Linked DNA regions of Sus scrofa: region 1 is linked to region 2. The links are chromatin contacts, called in public Hi-C maps. All regions are on one chromosome and are shown on one strand. Each heading gives the region's core, a stretch centred on a gene start, on an enhancer-like site or on the middle of the called end of the contact. The rest is flanking DNA. Distances are from core to core; before and after follow the strand shown.

Region 1 (6,194 bases), core at 265-2,764, 1.1 Mb before region 2:
TGAGGAAAGTGGAAAGATGGAGTCCAAAAACGACAACAGAAAGGAAAAGCCAGGTTCTGCAAAGAGACCAGGAGAAGTTGTAAAACTCGGGTTTTCTGGGTGGAAAGTTTTTAGTCGATTTGGTGGACATTGGTAGGGAAGGCCAGGAGGCCTCAGCAGTGGGAAAAAGGCCGAAGAGCCCGAGTCCCCAGGCCTACCGCCCACGGGGCAAGCACGGCATGAAAGACGGATGGAGTCCCTCGGCTCGGCCGCCCCCATCCCCCTCGGTCACCCCTCTTGCCTGTGGCGCCAAAGGGACCTTCCTCCCGGCTCTTACCTGCCCGGCCCGCGCGCTGTTCCATGCTCTGCTCCCCGCCGCTGCCGTCAGGGCCTGGGTCTCGCTTCTTGGCTCCGCAGCGGCCCGACAGCGCGTCTCGCCTTGGCCGCCGCCGCCCGGAGATCTGGGCGCAGCCACCCAAGACCGAGCGGCTCAGATAACCCGGGCTGCCCGCCGCCTCCGCCGTGCGCTCCGCTCGCGCCCGCGCTCACCCAGCCGGCCGCGCCGAGGCACAGCCACGCGCCCGGGAGCCCGGGCTCTCCGCCCCGCGCACACGCGTGCACACCCACCCGGGCCCCGAGCCAGCCGTAGGCGAGCCACCACCGCGCCGCCGCCGCAGGCGCCCGGAGACCGAATCCCAGCCTAGAAGCCGGCACAGCCTCTCACCCCACCCCCTCTTCTTCACTGTCACTCGCTCCCAGTCAGTCGACCGCCTTACACGCAGGGGCGTCTCCACTCTTACGCGTTCCCCAACTTTGTGCTGTGTCCCTTCCTGCGCGCTCGCCCCATCTTACGCTCTCTCTCCTCCAGCCTGCCACACACCCCCGGGTCTCAGCCCCAGTTTCCAAGATTCCTTCAGACACACCCCAACTTTCTTTCGGGCCACATAGCTGTGCCCTGTCACCAATACATAGTGGAACTGCTCACTAAACCCCTCACAAGCCTCTCCTGCTCCAAATAAATTTAAATATTTTTTCTTCCTTTTCCTTCCTTCTGTCTCTTTTTCTTCCTTCCTCCCTCCCTCCCCTCCTTCCTCCCTCCCTCCCTTCCTTCCTTCTTTCTTTGATCCCTCCCTTCCTTCCTTCTTAAAAAAAAAAGGAAAAAGTCCTGGCCCCTTTGCCTTAAGGAGATAACACAGGCCCCGAGGAAAGGGAGAATGACCAGCTCTCTCCCAGCTCAGGCCACGCTCACATGCCCGCCTCTTTGAACCAGAGGATTCCACAGGCTCCTGGTCCTCTCACTGCAAGTCTCTTGGACCTTGAGACTCACACCCTCTCCAAGCACACTCGTGCTTTCATCCCTGGTCAAAGACCGACTTGCGCTTTGTGCTCCCCCAATCTGGAATTTACATCTCTCACACCTTTGTCAAAGTTTTCCCTCAAACCTCACACACCACTTAGCTCACACACACCGTCTTGCACTCCTTCTTACACACTCACGCAGCTCTCAAGCACTGCTTCTACTCATGACCCCTTTCTCTTTGACTCACATTGTAACCCCACTCACTTGCACATAGGCTTGCTCACCCTGATGAAGTAACACTGAGACACGGGGAGGCTGGCAAGCAAAGTGCTGGGTAAGCCCCAGTGTCCAGGCGGGATGGGGGTGAGGGTGGGGGTGGGGGTGGGGGGGCCACAGCAAGGGTCAGGACCCAGGTCCACAGGGCCTACTGAACCCACTTAGGTTAGAAACAGAAGCTCTTCACTGGAGTCCCGGATACTTCATCTGAAGTTCTTCCAGAAAGAGTGTACATCTAGGGACAGGAGGCTGGAGGGGCACAAGAGCCCAGAGGCAAAATCTATATCATGGTTTCCCAAGTGCAATTTAAAAAAATCATCCTACAGGAACACGAACCCCTATTCTTTCAGGAAAATCATGGCCAGATTACCATCTTACCAATATTGTGATTTAAAACATCAGACTTTACTGGTGTTTCATTTCCTTTTTTTTTTTTTCCAAATCAGTGAATTTTCAACCTAAGAGCATAGAAACTTAAAAGTAAAAAGAAATTTTTTTTCTTTTTGTTATACACACACCACCACCCCTAAGGACAAGGATGGGAGTGCAATATACATATATGAAAACCTAGTCACACACTCACACATACACACATTCTCATGTGGTTACTCCATTATACACACGTGAGATGTTCACACACATAGTTAGCCTCTGTCACCCACTCAGAACCACACCCAGTCACACACATGGGCCATGACCTGCTGGGTCACACCGTCACTGTACTGCTCTTTGTGCCTTTGTTACCCCTTCTCTAAAATAGTGGTTAGAATCCTTGCTCTTCTCACAGGTTTCTCTTGAGAAACTTGTGTGAAGTGATTGATAAAATGTGAAGTGTGATTGATCACAGACACATTCTTTGCTCTTTCATGCCTGTGTTTTCAGAGACAGGAACTGAGACCCAGCATTTCACACACACACAGAGCAGAGAGGCACCCACTGGGGAACCAGGCGTTTTGAACTGGGGACATTCACATACTGCCTGCTCCTGAGCCAGCTCGTCACAGTTACCTGAACACAGGGCCCAGGGTTGGGGCAGTGCCAGGGCTGGGGCCTAGGCCCAGGGGAAGGCAGCTGAGGCCATTGTGCTAAGCAGCCTGTCTGCATACCAGAGGGACCAAGAGGAGGAAGGAGCTCTCTCAGCTCTTGGCTCTGGCACTTTTGGAGCCTGCAAAGCCGTGTCAGTCAAAGGGCAGCCCTGTGCCTCAGCTTCCCTCCAGCCTCCTCCCTCAGGTTCTGCTTCCCTTTGTCTTCCAGCCCTCATCCCTGTCCCACACTGCTTCGCAGGGCCCTGGTGCTCATTGCCCGCCCCATTGATTGAAACTCTCTCTCAGGTTCTCCAAGGAGTCCCAGGAAAAATGATCCGCCAGCCTATTGATTCTTCATTAGAATTACATTTTCACGTGTGCTAAATTGGTTTTAAAAGCTTTTTCTGTTGTTATTGTCTTGTCAGACCCTGCGGTCCAGGGCAAACCAAGTTAAAACGTTGTGGCTTCTTAGGGAAAAAAAAAAATCTTCGGGGCCAGGTCTGTGATTACTCGCTCCCCTGCCTTATTGCTGTCATGATGACAATTGTGATTTGGTGCAAGTGTCTTTAGAGGAAGGGCCCTGTAGAGGCCTGCTCAGGTCAGGCTGGAGCTAGCTGGGGAGGTGGAGGTGTGTGGAGAGGGCTCTGAAGCCCCTGGAGGAAGGACACTAGAGCAGTTTTTCTTTCCTTGAAAATTAAATTTAGCACTCGAACCTGTATTAATTGCTTCTGGGACAAGAGGAAAGGTGAAAGTTTTAAAAATCACTTATTTTCTCCTTCCCCTTCCAGATTAAATAGAGGAGAAATAGAAAACACACCCTCACGTATTCCCGCGCCCTCTCTTTCCCCCTAAATAACTGGGAAGGTGGTGTCAGTCTTTCCCAAGGTGCTGAGGGAGAGGTTGCGGCCTCTTGCTTTGTAGCAGGGCAGAAGCCCAGTCGAAAAGATGCTTTTAATCATTACACTCTGTGCTGGGGGAGGAAGGAAGCCAAATGAGGGTGGAGAAGTGGGAAGAGAGAGACAGGGACTCTCATAGAGAAAAACGGGTTTGGGGCCCAGACTATCAGAGAGAAGAGAGAGAGAGACAGATAGACAAACACAAGTTGGAGTCAGTCTGATGGACTGATCTTTGCAGAGAAAGAAAGGAAAGAAGGAAGAAAGGCAGGAAGGAAGGAAGAGGAAAGAAGGAGAAAAGCGGAGGGGCTGAGAAAAGAAAAGGTACAGGGGAAGGGAAAGAGACAGAGAAAAGGAACAAGGTAGGCAGAGGAGCAAGCCGGGGAACTGGCAGCCCCTCCAGCCCCCGCCTTCCTCTTGGCCTGGCAGCTGGCAGGCCGTGCTGGGGACTGGGCACCGGGTGGCTGCAGATCCCAGGCAGGAGAGCCGAATGTCTCCGTGATGTGTTTATCCCCTAATCAGTTCATTAGTTATAAACAACATGACATTAGAAGTTAGGAGGCAGTTGATATTAATTTTTATTTAACTAGTTGATGTTTAATCCGTCACGCCAGGCTGGGTAGCAGCGAGAAAGATCTTCCTGACACAAAACCAGTTAGAACTTCATAAGGCGCAATCAGTGTCCGCGCGTTGAAACAAACAAGAGAGACAGAGACAGAGAGACAGGGAGAGCCAGAGAGACAGAGGCAGCCCCGCCAGAGACGGAGCCGGCGAGGTGGGCGGGGGCGAGAGCTAACCCGGGGCGAGGGCTGGAGCGAAGTCTGCTAGAAAAGCTGAGGGTGCAGGGAGGATGGCTTGGCGAGCGGCTGGCAACCCTGAACCGGGGTCCCAAGCCCAGCCGGGCCCGACGCAATAGTGAGGGCCTGGGCCTGGCGCCCCGAGAAGGCCCGACCCCGGCAGCGACGCGGCTCTCCGCCAGGGCTCTAGCCAAGCCTGGCCGCCGCAACAATCAGCCTCCCGCCGTGGACCGCACTGGATTTCCGGGCGGCGTGGCGGGCGGTCAGAGGCTAACGTCCTAGCCAGGCGAGGCTCGGACTTTCCCATACTGTTCTCTCCTAAGGCCAGAGGCCGAGAACCTCCTTCTGTCCTGCTCCAGGAAGAGCGCCCGGGCAAGAGATGAAAGGAGGAAAAGGCGAGGCGTCTGTGCCCAGCAGCTCAACTTTGACAAAGTTTGCCGCGACCACAAGCCAGGGCAGGGTGTGTGTGCGCGTGGGGCGGGGGTGCTCGGCTGTGGCGGCGGGGGAGGACGCGAGACACTGTCTTGGAGTTTCTGCAGGCAGAAAAGGGCTTTCCCCCGCGTTTGCCAGTCTCTCCAAGGGCGTCCCCACGTGCTGGGCTCCGAGTAGGGACCAGGCTGTGTGGGTCGCGGGCTCCTCGGGTGGCTGTGCCCGGTTAAGCTCCCCCCTCAACCCCGCCCCCGAGCTCCAGGCGCTCGGCTTTTTCCACCTTCACTCCGGGCACCAGCCGGGTACTGGCTCGGTCACGGCTTCGTGCGCCGGCACGGGCGGGGGAGGGGGATGGCGGGGCTGTAGTTTTCCGCCGTCGCGAAGGACACTCTTTGGAGGGGCAGAGGCATCCTCACCCGCGCACAGACTCAAGCCGAGCATCTCACCATTTGCATGTTAATCTGCCTCCACCGCGAAAAGGAAATCGCTGAAATTCCTAAGAAAATTGCCTCTCGCCAGCGGTTAATAGTTAACTCAGACGGGAAAGTTCCCAGGGAAAGGCGAAAGCCAGGGCAAGAGGCGCAGCGGAGGTGGCCTGGGAGGGCTGCGGTCCGGCCCCGGCCTCTCTCCTCGCCCGGCGCGCTGGGCTAGGCGCGCCTCCCCTCCTCGGGCGGCGCGTCCCCCACTCGATAATTAGCATCGTTTAGTTCACAAAAACCCTTCCTGGGAGAAATCTGTTCCCTCGTTCCGGGGCTCAGTTCAGCACCTGATTCCTCAGAGTGATGAGAATAAATCACTGCGGCGGCGGCGGGGGAGCCAGCCGGACCCGAGCCTGCCAGACTGGGGCCGCCGAGAGAACGAAAAAGTGAGAAAGAGGCGGCAGAGTCAGGAAGAATGATGCATGGAGATGGTGCAACCCTAGCGCAGGGAGAACGAAGGGTCCGGGAAGGGAGACCCAAAGAAAGACAGGGACCCAGAGGCAGACAGGGGCCCAAAGTACAAGAGGAAGATACAGAAAAGGACTAAGAGAATAATAAAGAAAAGAGAACGAAAAGAAAGTGAAAAGGAGGATAGAAAAGGAAAGTTAGGGAAGAAAAAGAGCGAGAGGGGAGATTAAGAAGGAGGGGACAAAAGAATAAAGAAAATAAAAGCAACCCAAAAGAGCAAACGCTTTTGTTGCTCGGCAGTGGAAGCGCGCCCCGCGGCGGCCAGGGCTCAAGCTCTGGGGCCTCAGACCCGGGAGGTCCCGGCGGGGAGTGCTGCCTGCGCACTCCGCGCTCTAGGTCAGGTCGGCACAGAACCCGACTACAAGCTAAGTTCCAGGGCGTCGGGCGCACAAGAGTATCTGCTCCTGGAAACAACAGATTTTGGTGGTGGTGGTGGGATCATCCCGAACCCATGGTTAAGTAATAGGCACACGGCTTTTTCTTGGATGCTCATTGGACACCTGGGACTTCTTGCCCCAGAGCGAAGGGAGGCAAGGACCCAGGGAAGA
Region 2 (5,759 bases), core at 1,766-4,265:
CCCCGAGCCCCCTTCCCCAGGCCTCGCGTGGGGCCTTGGGGAACGAGACATATACATATATATTTGTATTTTTAACGAGGGGACTTGGCCCTTCCTGGGATCCAGCCTTTCTCGCGCTTTAGTCCCGTGGCGCCAGGCTGCTGTAAGGGGCCCACCGCTTGACCTGCCCGGTCCCTACCAGGCCCGGATGCCCTGCAAGGAGCCCTGCGCGCACGCGGCCCCGGCCGCCGCACCCTGGTGCAACGGCTGCGCGCCGCCGCCGCCACCGCCGCCGCCGAAGCCTCCCAGGTTGCTCATGTTCACAAAGGGGCCGCCTCCCGCCGCACTGCAGGCGGGCTGCATGGCTGAGGCCGCCGCAGAGGCCCCGCCACCACCGCCACCGCCTGCCGGGTACGCACAGCCATAGCTGCCGCTGTAGGCCGCCGCGGCGGCGGCTGCAGCCGCGGCGGCCGCAGCCGCAGCTGCCGAGTTCCCATAGCCGTAGGCGGGGAAGCTGTTGTAGGAGTAGGCGCCGGTACCCACGCTGTAGGGCGCGCCGTAGGCTGGCGCGCCGGGCGTGACGCAAGGCTTGCCATCCCGCACCAGCACCGGCACCGCCACGCGGCGCGGGGGCGGAGGGGGCGCGTGCCCACCCAGCTCCAGAGACTTGTCCTGCCGCTGTCTCTTGCACTTGTACCTGCGATTCTGGAACCAGATCTTCACCTGAGTGGATGTGAGTTTCAGGCTGCTGGCGAGGTGCTCGCGCTCCGGCGCAGACAGGTACCGCTGCTGCTTGAACCTGCGTTCCAGCTCGAAGACCTGGGCTTGCGAGAAGAGGACCCTAGGCTTCCGGCGGCTGCGTGGCTTCGGCCTCTCGCTCTCCTCCGCCGCCTTACAGTCTCCGGCCGCCTCCAGAGTCTTTTTCAGCTGGCAGCTTTCTGCGGAAGAAGCAAAACAACAGCGTCCCTCAGTTGTTCCCGGCCTCACGGCCGCTCCGGTCCCAAAGCACTGTGGCCCCTTTTGCTGGCAGCGCGGAGCATGCGGTAATAACTGCCTCGACTTTGGGGAAAGTCTGTGGCTCCTGGAGCCTTGGAACCCTGCGATAGTCCAAGGCCCCTCAGAATACCTTTGGCGGGCAGAGGCACGTTCCATAGCGAGAGGTAGTTAGTAGGCATTTATTTAGAACTTGAACTCCTGCGGGAGATTACCCTGTTTTACACGTGCGAATCGACGTGCTAATGATTTTCAGGATGAAAGTTTGCAACTACATAACTACCCAGTATTTGCAAGCTCATATGCTTTACACTCCGTTCGTGAATGGCTGAAGGTGTGAGGCATACTGGTATTTGGGGGCCGGTATGCGTGAGTTGCGCCAAAAATCTTTCTGCGCGGAAATGTCTGAGTGTAACGTTCATGTAATGCCTAGGGACTATTTTTTACTTTTAAAAGCCTACAAACCTACAGCTAAATGTCTGCGTGAGGACATCTATGTTACCTTAGAGAGAAAAAGAAATTTGATTGACTGGCTAATTTAGACAGTTTCTCGTCGATTTTAGGCCCAGGGGAGCTGTCAGAGCATAGGCCTTGGCTTCTGCCACATCAAACCTCCTCTTGGGGAAAGAGGTTCTTTGGCTCTGCCTCTCTAAGAAACAAACACGTCCTTGGAGGCTTTATTCAATTATCCTATTTTCCCTATCCAATTCACCCCCATCCTACTTGAGCTGCGGAGATCTAAGTTCCGCGCGTTTTTCACTCCGCCAAAGCCGCACAGCTGGGACACAAAGCAAAACGTTAAGAATTTTCAAAAAAGGCCAGTGGCTCAGGGGTTGAATGCGGTACTCCCTCAGAATGGACTGTATTCCCATGCACTCACCCACCCTCCCTTTCCTCTCTGCCGGGTGCCGTGGGTGCTGTGCGAGGACGTTGAATTCTAAGCGGTGAAGTTGAGGAAATCATTCAGCTGAACTCTACCGAAGTTCCTGTAACCGGCATATGCTAGGGACACAACCTGCTTGGACAGTCTTTTCCAAGAAGAAGGAGCGCCTGCCCTGGCCTCAGAAAACTTGTCTCACGCTAGAGGGAAAGTGGGAAAAGTTCAAGCTCGGTGCCCCTCCAGCTCTTGGGAAGATCAAAAATACCATGAGTTGTCAGCACCCAGCAGCTGAGCCCCCATTGCTTATCAGCATCAGGGCAGCAATAACTACTTTCCCTTCTCTCAGGGGCTGCATCGCCTCCCCCCCTCTGGGGGGAGTAGTTGGTGGAGTCACCTCGTCCTTCTCTCCCTTTGCACGGCTCGGCTCCCTCCCAGGCACCTGTGCTTTACGGAGTTGTTGACCAGGGCCAGGAATGACCCCAGCCAAAGGTTAAAGGGGCGGGCAACCCTACTGGCAAGGTTTGTGGGCAGTTTGTGGGCACCCCGCCATTGCTCCAGATGTGCGGGTTTGTTTCCCTTCCCCTTCTACTCACTCTGGCTCCGGTCCCTCACGACCTCCGGCTCTTCTTCATGTTCCTTAGGCCCGCTGCAGGCGTCTCGCAGGACTGTGTGGACATAGCTCTGGGGGCAGAGCCCGGAATCCCCGTGGCCATCGGCTGTAGCTAGTGAATTCAAGTAGGACAATTTCTCTCCCTCTTCCTCCTCGTCCTCTTCCCCTCCGTCAGAAAATTGCGTCCCGTCAGCGGTGGCCAGCGTGCAGGGCGCCGAGTGGAAGTGGTGCTCCAAGTCCGCCTGCAAGTGCGCACCGTGGAAGTGCTGTTGCTGCTGATGCTCCAGATTCAAAATGTCTTTGACTGAGAAAGGGGTGGAGGTGACCGGGCTTGGTAACATCATCAGAGCCACTTAATTGTCCAGTCCAAATACTCAATAAATCCCGGCGGGGGCGGGGAGGCAGCGCGGCGGCTCCAGCTCTCCTTCTGGACTCCGCCGCTGCTCCCGAGTCGGGCTTTTGACAGACGCGGTCCCGCTCCAGTCTAAATCGCCTCCATTGGCCTGGACGTGGGGGTCTGGGTTTTGTTACAGCCACTGCAGGGACTGGGGCCGGGGCTACGAAGCCTGAGGCCGGGGGTCCTGCGTCACGTCGGGGGCGGGGCTCTCGCCTAGGCCTCCCTCCCCATTGGCTCCAGCTCCGGTGGACCACGCCCCGCGCATCCACTGAGAGGGGGTGCTGTGGAGCTACCAGAAATAGACAAGGACTAGTATAGAGTCGCGAAGTCAGAGTCGCTGGGGAAGAGGCCGCACTGCCTGGGACCGGCAAACTACCGATTTCCACCCTGTCTGGCCGCATCTTCTCGGCCAAAGCCAATTCTGGGAGGTTTCCTGTCCGCGAACCAATTGCCAGGAAGGATAGCTCAGGAGCTCGTTTTTTTTCCTAGCTGCTGCGGGGGCAGGAAAACTTCCTGGCTTGTAAATACCCGGCACTGGGTCCCCACGGAGGGGGAATGTTTTATATATCTACGGATGGGCGACGCGTGCGTTCCCGCCTTGTTGATTTTGCTCAAGCTGTTCCCTCCACTCAGAATGTCTTCACCGCTCTTATCTCCATGAGTCAAAAGCTGTCCTTCAAGGCTCTGTTCAAATACCACCTCCTCCAAGAAAGCATCCCTTATCGCCTAGCCAGAAGTCATCTCTCTCGCATCTGAACTTGCAGCGCGTGTTAGAAAAGGACATGTGTCCCTTGTCACTTACCGCCTAGTACTGTAGATATATTGCTTGCCTGGTCTCCCCGGGTAAACTATGAGCCCTCCGAGGGCAGGGTCCCGGTTGCAGTTGCTCTTTCCTGTAGCTTTTCCAGCGACAGCACTAACCAGGTATGTGAGGGACAGAACAATGGAGTTATTGCTGAACTTTGTTGTCTTACAGCTCTTGGTTTGAATCCTGGCCTAGACAGTGTATGGCCTTGGGCGTTTCTAAGCGTCAATTTCTTTGTCTACAAAAAGACAGTAATAACCTTATTCAGGGTTGTTACCAGGGATAAGTGAGGCAAAACGCTCCAGGAGTTTAGTGCAGGGCCCGCGTGTTAATGCTCAGTACGTGTCAGCTACCAGTATTCCACATCGGTGATCAAGCAGTGTTTGATGACGTGACCGACCGGAGTGCCACGCACGGTGGGTGGTTTCATTCGGTCTTGAGAGCAGGATCTGTCTTCACATGGGAGGTGACTTAGCCGTAGAGTAGAGGCCGTCTTTTCCGCCTATTGAAATCCGGCGCCTGGGTCTAGGCCTTGACCCTCGCAGACACCTTTCTAATTTCCCCAACCCACACGCTTTTTGGCGCCCTCCTGCGGCCCTGGTTGTTTTGTGGGCGAATCTATGGGGTCCCCTGAGATTCTGGAAACTCCGCACTGGTGGAGATCAGCTCCCCACACAAATAGAATTTAGCTTGCCACCACGTCTAGCCCAGTGAGGAGCAGCCGGCGCTGCTGTGAGGCCCACAGAAAAAAAACCGTGTGCAGTGTTGGCGTTGAAAAAAAGGGGGGGGGGAGGACTGGTTTGGCCTAACCGTGGCGCCCCTCAGCTGGCCCTAGCCGCCCCAAGCATTTTTTGGCTGTCAGCATGTAGGAGCTGGGGCAGCACGGGCCTAAGCTAGAAGGAGCAGGTGGAAGGTGCAGGGACCGTGGATAACGCCTCCGGGCGGCGGCAGACTCAGGATGGAAGTGAGGGCAGGAGCGGAGAGCTGTCAAGGGAGGGCCCCCGCAACAGCGGGAGCACTGGGTGCCCAAAGCTGAGATGAGAAGGAACAGCCAGTCGGGAGGGGGGAGAGGCGGGGCTGTTCCGGAGGGAGCGGAAATGGTGCGGGGAGTCAGCCCCTGGGGCCGCCCGGGGAGCTGGGATGCAGCGCGGGCCACGTGCGCCCGGCAGTACTTAGGTGGTGGCGGCCGGCAGGCGGTGGGGGAGACCTTCCGTGAACTGGCCTTTGCTCCGCCGAGACGACCACCCCTTAGCCGCAGGGGCGCCCGGTGTTTTTCTGCTTTGATTTCTGAGGCTACTGACGCCCCGAGCGGAGCCGGCATCTCCAGACCAGGCCGTGGAGCTGCAGCGAGAAGAATGTGCCTGCTTTGGCTGTGGATCGCGAGCGCCCGGGCCGCAAAGATTCAGGGAGAGGTGGGGGTGAGTGAGCGGCACTGCCGGGTAGGGTTCCTTGACTCTGCGTCCGGGAGGCAGGCAAGCATCAAAGAAGGAACCTTCTTCCAGCCCCTCTCTTCCACCCGCACCCGAGGGCTAGACTATCATTGGGAATGTTTCTGCTCCCCACTGGTCCTTTATTTATTGATTGATCGCCTCCGTGGGCGATTTTCTTAAGTGATTTCGAGATTTAGGAAAAAAAAGAAAGACATAAGCCACGGACAATAGCTCTCTACAGGTTCCAACGGAAACCTACATTTCTCCTTGCTTCATTCTCTTGCTTCTCCATGGCGCTTTCCTCCTAGGCCTTCCCTAGGCTCTTGCTCAAGAATCCCTCTGTCTTCGAACCCTTGGCTCGGGTGCGGGGAACACAGAGACACGCCCACACACCCGCTACCACTGCTTGAGAGTTGCGTCGCCTTCTTCCTTAGCAAACCGAAGGCAGTCTCCTCCCCACCCTCAGGCTTAGGCCGTTTGCTCTCCTCCAAACTCACTGCCACTACTACCCCAGCAGGTACCCTTGGCCCAGGCCTGAATAATTATCTCCTGAGGCCCCTGACCAGACTTCTTCGACTCAGTACAGGCCGGAGGGCCTAGAGGCCAGTGAGGAGCTCAGGCGAAGGGGCCTAGCAGGAGATTTGTAAGCTCTGTTCCCTCTTTCT

The links. A called contact is a pair of places that touch in the nucleus more often than the background predicts.
Region 1: a contact with region 2 is called in a Hi-C map of epiblast stem cells, with 8 times the contacts expected there. The contact joins the promoter of PAX2 here to the promoter of NKX2-3 in region 2. A contact is called at or near these places in 2 of 47 Hi-C or Micro-C datasets (embryonic fibroblasts and epiblast stem cells).

What each region holds. Positions count from the first base shown.
Region 1 is chr14:111,817,654-111,823,847 of Sscrofa11.1, reverse strand. It overlaps PAX2 (paired box protein Pax-2), which reads right to left and starts at 1,514. Exons shown (of 12, transcript XM_013983669.2): 1 at 317-1,514. The coding sequence starts at 341.
Region 2 is chr14:110,717,640-110,723,398 of Sscrofa11.1, reverse strand. NKX2-3 (homeobox protein Nkx-2.3) reads right to left here and starts at 3,015. Exons shown (of 2, transcript XM_003359321.4): 1 at 2,446-3,015; 2 at 1-917. The coding sequence starts at 2,806. The coding sequence ends at 175.